2 separate regions of the Anser cygnoides genome follow, and region 2 is linked to region 1. Evidence: chromatin contacts called from public Hi-C data. All regions are on one chromosome and are shown on one strand. Each heading gives the region's core, a stretch centred on a gene start, on an enhancer-like site or on the middle of the called end of the contact. The rest is flanking DNA. Distances are from core to core; before and after follow the strand shown. Region 1 has its middle 6.9 kb from the start of ST3GAL5. Region 2 overlaps ATOH8 (atonal bHLH transcription factor 8).

The links. Hi-C and Micro-C count contacts between places; a contact is called where the count stands out from the background.
Region 2: a Hi-C map of liver shows a contact between it and region 1, with 3 times the contacts expected there. The contact joins two enhancer-like sites. A contact is called at or near these places in 2 of 7 Hi-C or Micro-C datasets (both in liver).

What each region holds. Positions count from the first base shown.
Region 1 is chr4:6,377,099-6,382,601 of Taihu_goose_T2T_genome, reverse strand. No RefSeq gene overlaps it. Among named protein-coding and RNA genes, the nearest start is that of ST3GAL5, 6.9 kb to the left of the region's middle. Within about 2 kb of position 2,126, at least 2 of the 3 cell types and tissues checked have open chromatin away from gene starts, as enhancers often do. A contact at or near this core is called in liver, where this site is marked.
Region 2 is chr4:6,462,140-6,467,642 of Taihu_goose_T2T_genome, reverse strand. ATOH8 (atonal bHLH transcription factor 8) reads left to right here. Exons shown (of 3, transcript XM_048047474.2): 3 at 690-2,260. The coding sequence ends at 695. Among named protein-coding and RNA genes, the nearest start is that of ATOH8, 22 kb to the left of the region's middle. Within about 2 kb of position 2,427, at least 2 of the 3 cell types and tissues checked have open chromatin away from gene starts, as enhancers often do. A contact at or near this core is called in liver, where this site is marked.

The DNA.
Region 1 (5,503 bases), core at 877-3,376:
AACTACCTCGGCATCACAGGGCACTGAAAGGTTGCTCATGGGACATCAGGTTATTGAAGGGATTTCAGTGAGGATTTTGGAAACTGTTGAACCAGAAGCCTGACATCCTTACTAGACAAATAAGTAAAAATTATGCTGAAGAACGGAAGAAACTTAGTGAACACATGAAGAGGACACATTAGGGGAAGTCAGTATAGCTTTGGTAGAGAAAATTAGTGTCTCACAGCAAGCTCATGGACCAGGAGAGATTCAATGAACTGCTTCTGAGGAAAAGCACTCAGTAAGATCCTGAAAGGAACTTTTAAAAAAAATAGGTTGCTAAGGGTTATGAGATATGGACAAATAACCGATAGAAATAGAGGTGAATAGTGACTTACAAAACATGCTGATGATACTTAAGCTCTGCATGGTAGGGCTAATTGTGAAGAGCTGCGAATAACTGTATTGATTCAGGGACTAAACGGCAGGTGAAATTCAAATCAGATAAATATGAAAGGGTAATGTATGAGAAAAAATAATCCTGGCTTTATATATATATATATACTGAGGAGCTTTGAGTTGACTTTTACCACTGAGGAAAAAAAATTGTGAGGTAACAAGAGGTGATGCTGTGATAACCTCAGCTCAGGGCTCAGGAGTGATCAAAATATAAATTGAGAATTGTTACAATTGTGTTAAAAAATATTAGGAGAGAAAGAGAGATCAAACCAGAAAGAATAGTTTTATGCAACGTCATTGTATAAATCCCTGATGCACCTATGTCTTGAATTCCTTGCGCAGGTGTAGTACCCCTTCTCAGAAATAATATTGTAGAACTGGAAAAGACTCAAGACATTTAACAGAATGATCAGAAATAGCAGGAGGGCTTCCAGGTGGGGCATGGCTAACTCGACTGGGTCTCTTCAGTCTGCAGCTGTGGGGTAAGATCACAGCCTATAACATTTTCAGTGGTCCAAATAAGGAGCAGGAATCGGGATTGTTCTCTAGCTTATCAAGTACAAGAACTGGGGTACATCAAATGAAAGCAGACCTTCGAAGGCTCAAAACAAACAAAAGGAGATAATTCTTCACATAGCCTCTAGTTAAGCTATCGGTTGTTGTTGCTTTAGGATATCGTAGATACCAAAACTTTACACGGGCTTTAAAAGAAACTGAAAAATCATCAAAGACTCTTGCTCTAGCTCAGCAAGTTCCTGACTGGCAAGTTGCTAGAGCTGGGAAAGTATCTGGGGGGAAATACAGAACGTGCTTGCCCTGTTCTTACACTCTTCCCATTCACACACTATCAGCCACTGACAGAAGGTGGCTGGGCTAGATGTCGCTTTGATCTGACCCAGTTTTTACGGTCAGTAAAAAGTATCAGTAAAGTATCAGTAAAAGTATCTTAAAAAGTATCAGTAAAAGTATCTTACCCAGTTTTTACATTTTAACGATTATTTTAACAGTCAGCCTCAGAATATTGCTTCCCAGCCCTGAGACACCCGGCTGCTATAATCTTCCCAAGCATTTTTTTTTCTTCTGCAGCTCCTTTTTGTCTTTGCCTTGATCCCTTCACCATTTCCTGTACCTCGGTATTATATTTAAGGACACTTACATTTTCAGCACTCCACGCTATTTTGAAAAAAAAAAAAATCTCATTAAAAGTGTTTAATGTGTTCTTCCCAGAAGCATTAAAAACAAATTAATGCACACAGATGTACTGCCTTTCCCACTTTCAGGGAAGACAGGTTGTCAGTGCAATCCTAAATAGAGCATGAAAGAACGGGGCAGTGTTTTGTACGGTGTGCTCTTCTGGGGAAAAGAAACAACACTGTATTGCAGCCAAGTCAGTTGTCAAAATGGGTAGATACGAAGCAGTTCGTTATTCCTCAAACACCCAAGCTGGCATTGTGAACTGAAGGGGAACAGGACAGAAACATTCATGCTTTCCACTTTGACTGGTGCAGACAGGCTTGGGACTATTGGTGTAAAGGAGTTTTAATACAAATATGTAACTTATAATGATGGTAGACCAGTTACAATCTGTAACCTTTTGCACTTTTTTCCTCGAAGAAAATATTTTCGTCCAGTTCATATCATTGTAAGTCTATTAATAATTGTACAAAGCCTTAACAGCAGAGATTGTAATGTATATATTAATAATGCATTTGCAGAGAAAAATATATTAATGCTTTCCTGAATGCTCAATTAAGCAATTACCTAATGCCACAAAACATTAGTGATAGAGAGCAAGTATAACCTTAAATCATTTTATGAGACTGCAGTTGTCTGAGAGTAGTTTTGAAGAGCATGTGGGGAAAAGTAATCCGGGAGGAGAAGAGCGCCCAGCCTGCTGTGCCAAACAGCCCTGGGAGGCTGTAACAAGGCGAGCCCCATGGCTCAGCTAGCCGGGAGGCGTATCTTGGCCACAGGGCTGTCTGCAGACTGCCGCTCCAGAGAAGATAAAATGCTATCACACCAGCCTGAGCCAGGAGGAAGACTCTTCTGGCTTCTTTCGTCCCCCTCTTCCTCCCCTGCCCCAGACCTTCATGGAAACTTCTACCAGGATGGCACGTTAAAATGGAACTTTTAATCTTTAACACCCAATAAAAATCACTGGTACCATTTATTTTTCCTGCATTTTGTTTAGGCGGATTAGCAGTTTTCTTCGGAGTTAAGTATTAGCACTTATCAGTCGCTGGTTTAAATTCCAACATTGTGGTTTTGATTAGCCTGTTTACTTAGCGTATCTCCCGTAACCTTTGGCGTCTCTCTGAGGAGGGAACGTAATAAAAGGTTGTTTCTCTGGAAGTACATATATGCCACACACCACACTATTTCTGTGCCATTCTTTATCAGTTAAGCAAACATTCCCTTTTGTAAATAAGCTACTCTGCAGATATACTTAAATTACATACATTGGGAACATAGGGCAATTCATATGAGATGGGCCCTCAGGAGATCGCTTCTCCAAACTTCTGCTCCAGCGTCAGCTCTGAGGTCAGACCAGGTTGCTCAAGACGTTACCCAGTCAGGCCTTGAAAATGTCAAAGAACGGAGTTTTTACAACATCTCTGGGCAACCTGCCCTGCTATTTGACTCTCGTCACGGTGAGAAAGGGTTTCCTTATATCTAGTCAGAAGGTTTCATGTTCCAATTAATCAACGTCTCTTCATTCCCCCTCCATGCACCTCAGTGAAGATCCTGGCTCCATCTTCTCAAGTTTTGCCCAGGAGAGCTGCTCCCCACCTGGTCTTTCCCCAGCCTGTGTCATTGCCAGGCGTGCTTCCTTCCCCAGCGGCAGGGCTTTGCACAAGTTCTTGTGGGATTTCATAAAGCTTCTGTTGACTCTTAAAGGTTCCCCTCCAGTGTTGTAGGTCTTTCTGAGCGGCAGCCCTGCCCTCAGTAATATGGGCTGGTCCTCCCGGCCTTGTGTCTCCTGCAGGCCTGATGAGAGAGCACTCTGTCACCTCCTCCAGGTCACGGATAACACGGATAATGTTAAACAGGATGGGTCCCAGGATAGACCCCCGCATTACCCCATCTGTTAGCAACCACCAGGAGCACACGTCTTCAGCCACCCTCTGACCCTGATCATCCAACCAAGTCTTCAGCCATCCCGTTGCCCCCCAATCCAGACCATAACATCTTAACTTGGATACAAGAATATCATTAGAGATGCTGTTGAAAGCAAGCTGAAGTCAAAGTAAGTGGGATCTGCTGCTCTCCCCTCATCCACAAATCCAGTCATTTTATTTCAGAAGGGAATCAGGTTGATCAGGCATGATTTACTCTTGGTAAATCCAGACCTTTTGCTAGACCTTTCTCCTTCAGGTGTCCAGAAACACGCTCCATGAGGCCATGCTCCATGATTTTCTCAGGGTCTGAAGTGAGACTGACCCAGTTGTTTTCCCCAGGTTGATTCTTTAGCCTTTTTTGAAAACAGGTTTGGCATTTGCCTTTTCCAGTTGCCCACCAACCTCCATGCCCTTTTGAAGATTATGGAGTGGCCTTGCAAGAACGTTCTCAGCACCGTGGACACAGCCTCTCAGGTCCCGTGGACCTGTGTGCGTCAGGTTCTCTCAGCCAAACCTCAGCTTGACCTTCATCCATTGCTGGGTAAGTTACACCCTGCGGATGTTGGTATGAGTCACATTCCTATTTCCCAGATAAGTCACGGCAAGACTACGTTCACTCATGCAGATGCTCGGACACACAAAACGCTGTCGGTCTTGGGTGGCAACCTGGCAAAGCAGAACCGATGTCTTCACTGATTCAGCCTGCTGTGAGCTCATAACGAAGCACCACGCTGCTGAGGAAGCCACTGCTGTAATCTTCACAGCAGCTTTGCTTGAGGTACACCAGATATGTAGTGAGTGAAAAATAAATAAATAAAAAATAAAAATAAAAATAAAAATAAAAATAAAAATAAAAATAAAAATAAAAATAAAAAAATAAAAATAAAAATAAAAATAAAAATAAAAATAAAAATAAAAATAAAAATAAAAATAAAAATAAAAATAAAAATAAAAATAAAAATAAAAATAAAAATAAAAATAAATAAAAATAAAAATGAGGCTGTGACTGAAGGAAACCTCTGGCCCCTCACTCTCTGCAGCTTCCAAGAGCACCTTCCTGGTACCCAGGCTACGTTCAAGACAAGCCAGAGAGCTGTGTTTAAAAAACCATACCTCGTGTGAGCAGCAGAATGGGAAATTGTAAGTAAGGCTAAGCTGCTGAATAGACAAAATAGAGAACTGCACCAAGGCTGCCAGGCACAAACTGTAAGTCAGGGTGATGTAGAAGATACGAAGATGCTGCAGAAGGGGAGAGTGCTTATTAGCTCAAGTCCTGCTCTGCGCCCGGCCTGAAAAGACTTCTCCTCAGGCTTGGTAATATCTGGGAAACTGCGTGGACGTGCGAGCTGTTGATCGCTTTGTTGTATGCTTTCCCAGCAGTGTTCCTACCTACCAAAACATCAGAAGTTAACCCTGCTCTCGTAACCAGCTGCCGCACTCCTGTCACGTCTGCAGGCAGGGACCTGCCCTGGAGCTGAAGCCTAAGGCTTTTGCTTTGGGAGGAGGGGGATTTTTACTTATGGAAGCTGCTGAACGGTAATCGCTGACCTCCGAACAACCGAACATGCCCAAACATTGCTGTTTGTACAGCAATGTGTTTTATTTTCTCTGTTTTTATGTGTTTGTTTTGCTTTGCAAGCCTGAAGTAGCAAAGAGGAGGAGGAAAGCGGATTTAAAGTTGCTTGACAGACACAAGAGCAATTACCAGAGCCCGTGGAGGCTTTTCTCAGCTGAGGAAAGCGTGAAGAGTGTATTTTGACAATGTGCCATAAGCAGACAGGGTCCTGCTTTGTATTACTTCGTGAATAAATAGGGCCTGGCCGTGTCATGAGTTTATACAGGGTTTTCAGGATCTGCTGAGGATCTGTCATCTAAGAGTTTCTTTTACTTCTCTGAACTGCATAACAAATTAAATAAAGTGCGCTCTCCGCAGCACACAGCTTTAT
Region 2 (5,503 bases), core at 1,178-3,677, 85 kb before region 1:
AAAGAGCAGGCCCAAAGGATTTTACTGTGTTTTGAAGTATGCTAACGATTGTTTGTGGGATATTCACAGGGCTTATTTTAATGTCAGAGGGGGTTTAGATGAGGTTTTCCCTGTCCGGAGCTGCTGCACGTTGGAGCTGTGCGTTTTCCAGTGGCAGCTGCGAACCTGGCCTTAGCATTGTGTACTGAACCCAGTTACCCAAACACACCTGCCTCAGCCCCTCCTGCGGGCTGAGAAGCCGTGCACGTGGGGATGAATCCAATAACCAAAATACCACCGTAAACCCCACCTCCTGCCCGAGTCCGGGCTGCCCCAGCTCGCTTGCTTTCCCTTTGTAGTACAGAGATTGACTTCTGAAACTGAAAATGGACCCGGAGGTCTTTTCCTAAGCAGGCGTTTGCCATTGTTTCTCATTTCATGCAGCGGGAGCTGGAGCCAGCACCGAATTACCTTGTTCTGTTTCCTCCCCAAACCTTCCTTGTTCTCTCTTTCTCCCAGCCCCTCTGCTCTACGAACTCTGGCCGCGGCCATACCTACACGGTGATGCTGTGTAGCCACAAGCCAGACCCTTAAAAGCTTGCACCGTGGGTCAATGAGTCCCAAGGAAACCCCAGCGTGCGTCACCCAGGGTCGTTCGTGTGAGGACAGCACGTGCTCGCTGTTCTGACGATGCCTCTTTCTCTTTCCAGGAGTAATAACCGGGAAGGGAGGGTGGAGGAGCTTCCAGCCAGAGTTACATCTGTTCTTGGCAAAGGTTGCATGATCCAGATGAAGACTGCAAGCAGCTTTTTTGCAGAAACCCCTTTTCGAGATGACGATTGGCCAAGGAACTTTCTTCATCTCTGGAACAGAAAGGAAACAAAAAGGACGACGATGCTTCTTATTGTTTTTAAGCCAGCCACCTTTTAGTACGTGCAATTTATTTAGCACTTTTCCCTTTGCTTAACTGGGAAATGTTCCCCTCTCAGCTCATGTGTACAGTCGTTTTTTGTTGTTGTTGTTGTTGCTGTTGTGCCAAAGATTTGATGGAGCTTCTACACTGTGTCTTATTTTTGCCTTAACGTTAAATCCTCGAGCCAAAGAGAAGTCAGAGGCGCCGCTCAGATCATGGCGAGTGGGCCGGCCAGCTCTCGGGGAATTTTCGGAAATTTCGGGATCCTTCTGCGAGTCCCCTCTTAGTCCTCCCGTCCTGCAGCCCTGCAGCCAGCCTTCAGTGTGGGAGCGAGCTGGGACACAGCACGTGGGGCTTCAGCCACCAGGTTATCACCTTCCTTGGAGCTGCTCCGTGGTTCTGCCTCTTTGGCGATGGCCCGACCTTCCACGGGGCAGCAATACCGACACGCAGTGAGAGCTGAAGCAGGATCTGTGGTGGTGTTTTTCTAATAAAGAAATAAAATTGAAATAAGTAGAAGCTAAGTGCTATGTAAAGCAATAAAGGAAAATCAGAGGGACGTTCAGCTAGGCAGAGTGAAACGCAGCGAGGCGGTTCAGCGGGCGTTTCGGTTTCATGAAGGCATTGTTTCCATGGGGTTTTCGAGTGGTCAGAAACCCATGTAATGCAAAGGCATTTGAATCCTATACTGTACCTTTCACTTCAAATTGAAGTAAAAAGAAAGAAAAAAATGGAGAAACATTTGCTTGGAGTAAGCAGACTTTATAGGTAAACGCAGTTCGTGTGCAGGACATCTGCTAATGATGGGGGACAGAGCTCTGTGTTCACGTAAAATAACATGGGTTTCCAAACCCAGGAGATGAACGTATTTTGTTTCCAGTAAAGGGAAAGGTTGTTAGCGAGGCTGGGTTCAAATCCCAGTTACAGCAGCGTAAATCAAGCACCAGGGGGGTCTGAAGCTGGCCCGGAGCTGGGAGGGCACCGCCGAGCACCCTCAGGCGAGCCCCTGCTTCGCTCCTCCGCCCGGCGGTGAGGCCGGACTTGAGCTCCTCGAGGCTGCCCGCTGATTTCCCTGCACGAGCCGATGCCCTGAGCAGTGTGCAGGGGAACGTCGAGCGTGCCAAAAACCTGAGCTTGCTTGAGCAGCATCTGGGGTCTGTGGGAGGACCACGGTGACCCCCCCCCCACTCTCTGCGTCCCCTGCCCAAGGCGGGGAGGAGAGAGGTCCCGCTGAGGATGCTCGAGATACCCAGGGCACGCAGGGGACAGCTGTGTCCAGATCCCCAGCTTTTCATTATCCTGCTCACCACCCCCTGCCCTCACCGCTGTTCATTATTAGCAGCCCAATAAAATACATTTTTAGATTGACGTTTGTATTTCTTTCTTAAGCGTGTTTTTTGACCCTTTCTTTCACTTTATACATTAAATACGTCCTTTTGGCTTATAACTGGGAGAGGGGCTGAGTGCACCGACTCGTGCATGGCCACAGGAGCACAAAAAAACACTCTGAGGTGTTTGCACCCACAGCAAGGGGCTGGGTTTAAAGTGCATTTGCTTTCAAGGGCCATGTTCCTCGTGGCACACACAGGCTGTGCAGCGGAGCTAGGGGCTATGGAAACGCTGGGCATTTCTCTCCTCAAGCAGCATCAAATATGCATTAAATTCCTGTAAATTTGAGAAATGCTATGTTTTAATCCTGAGCTCTGCGGTGGCTCTCAGTTTGGGAGAGTTAATGATTATCAGTACAGCAAGGTCTGCAGGGAGAGCCGGTGATACAATACCGCTGATCTTTATTTGCCTTTTTTCCCCCTTTTCAATCGCTGCTGATAGATAAGAAATTTGCTGCAAATGCGTAAGCCACAAGCTGGGCAGCACCGTCAGGCTGTGATTGGGGCTCTAGGTCACGCAATATCGTTTGTCCCTCTGATGAGGGAAACATTAACCCTTCAGATCAGGTTGCTCATTTACACATTCCCAGTTTCACTTCCCTTAATCGTGCCCTGCTATTCACACCCTATCCATTTCCCTCCGGTAAATGTCTCTAGAAGTTAAAAACTGAATTACTTTCCTTGATTTAAGTGAGCAAGGCTCTGCCAGAGGAGACAAGGTGTTTTCTGGCTGGGCTTTGGAGTCCAACTGGGAGGTGAGATAAAGCCAGGGGGCTGGCAATGATCCCCCATAACACTGCCCCGTGTGTCCCAGCCCAGCCCAACTCCACCAACCAGCTCCAAAACCAAGAAGAAGGGTAAATTTTTACCAAAGGATAACAAATATGTTGGTGTTTTCCTTGAAAACCATGGTGGAGATGACGCTCCGTTGTCCTGGCTGGGGTCAGCCGAGGTAGGGAGCTGACCTTGCCTCACTCCTGCCCAGCAAACACGGCAGGTGATCGCTCTCCTCATCCAATAACGTGGTGACGATGTTTGTTAGCATGCTGGAAAAGCAAAACCCTCCGTGTTGTCACCCTCCTGCCAAAGCAGAGCAAAAGCCTTGGCTCCCAGCCTGGGATGCACAGGAGAAGCTGGTGGGTCACCTCTGCCGATATCCTGTGACGTCCAGACCAACTGGGACCCACCATAGGACAGAGCGGTGATGTGTCCCTGAGCAAAGGGGACCCTGAACAAAAGGTGGGGGCTTTCTGATTAAAAAAATCATGTTTCTCCTCCCTGGGACTGCTGAGGTATGGACAGGCTAGACAGGACCAGATCCTGCTCTGACAGCATGAACCTGCAGCAATTCCCCAGAGGCCAGTGGGATGTTTATTTTATTTTATTTTCAGATCCTGAATACCGTATTAAACCAGAACTCATACACCAAGCCAATAACATCCCCCAGACACAAAGCACGGCACCTCGTTGCTGCTCACACCACACCTGCTGCCTCGGCTGACAGCTGCAGTGGGTGAAGGGCAGTGACATTTCCCCTCATTTCTGACCTAAAGGTTTGTGCAGAAGTTCGATGGTGAAGGAGATTCCAAGGGTGAGGACCAAGGAGAAGACCATCTTATGAACATAGCACCACCATCATTCCCCCACTAGGCTTGTTCAAGAAGAACAAGAAGACCATTCACAGAAGCAGCCATGTCTGTGTGCCCCATAAAACCAGATTATTTTTTCATTCAAAGGTTTTCTTTTACTCACAGGTGGTGGGATTTCACCAACATAAATGTTTGGTTGTGTTTTGTTTTTTTTTTTCACATACCTGTGCTCTCATGTCATGCTGCTCCTCACATGCGCACATGCACTTTTATGGGCAGAAGGTTTTCCCATCCTTGTAAAACGTATCCCTGCCCTGAAGTGCTTCCAGCCCTAGCCTGGAGCAGGGACAAGCACGGTCCACCCCTGCCAGGTGTATGGGAAGACGACCAACACAACCGCATTGCACCCCACCAGACCCAACAAGACCCGAGCTGAGTGCCTGCTCTACCACCCATGAACAGGCTGACCTCTCAGTACCCCCGTGGCTGGGAAAAAAATTGTTTTGGCAGGCTGGAGTTGGTCCCCATGGCTCCAGTTCATCGTCGCTGCTCTAGCTGGGGTATTTCCATGCCGAAATAGGATGGCAGACAGACGACGTGGAGACCTCTGCCCAAGCCAAGCTGTCGAAATGCAAGCCAGGTCCCGTCGATAACTACGGAGTGGTGCCTGAATTAATATTCCCTGGTTTTCAGCAGAGCTTTTACTTAATGCTTTCTAACACCTACAGCTGGCTCCCAACCACATGCCCCTGAACATGCCTCAGGGCAGACTCCAGCCTATGGGTTTTTCTCCCTGTATTATCCCTCCGAGGTGCTCTTGAGAGGTGAATAAAATTCCCATCAACTTGGGTGATGCGGAAAAAGGGGGCTTGGCATTGCAAATCCAGGGTCGTGCCATCAGAGGTGCTGATGGGCTGTTGCAGACAGAGCCCAGAAAGCAGGTTAACCCGTCGGTGGAGGAAAGATTTCAGCCTAAACCGTGCAGCAGGTATAAATAGGCAGCTGCTGAAACAGAAGTCATCGCCCGAGCTTTTTGAAATACTGGCATGGAAAAAAAAAGAGGTCTCCGTGGCATCTGCCCTCCACCTAGCTGCCCTCCGGGCTGCAATGATGCACCTTGGGCTGCCAGGATGGCCGTGCCTAAATCAACCCCCTAACCAGCCCAAATCCCCCATAAAGGAACATGCATCAACCCAAATCACCCGTAAAGCCGTACCCACAGGTTTACAGCTGGCCGGGTACCCCGCCGGTGCCATTAACTCACACCACGCTGCTGCTGCCTGATGGATGCCAGCACTAACACCTCTCCCCCACAGGCTACCCGCGTTTGCCAGGGATCAGTGGTCGCCTTTCGGGGAAGGTTTAAAGTGCCTCAAAGCACCTTTATTACAAATTGGGCCAAGCCCAGCTCTTCCAAACTGGAAGGTGAGATTCACGAGTTGCGCATCTCACCTCGGTGACCTGATGGCCCAATTCTGCTTGCTGCTGCTGTTTTTGTTGGATTTACTCCCCTTATCTACAGCCTGGATGGCCATCTACACCTCCCGGAGGACTTCTATAACCCCTAGACTTATGGAGGACCATCTCACCCCCATAACTAACTAGGAGAGCCATCATCTAAGCACGGCAATGCA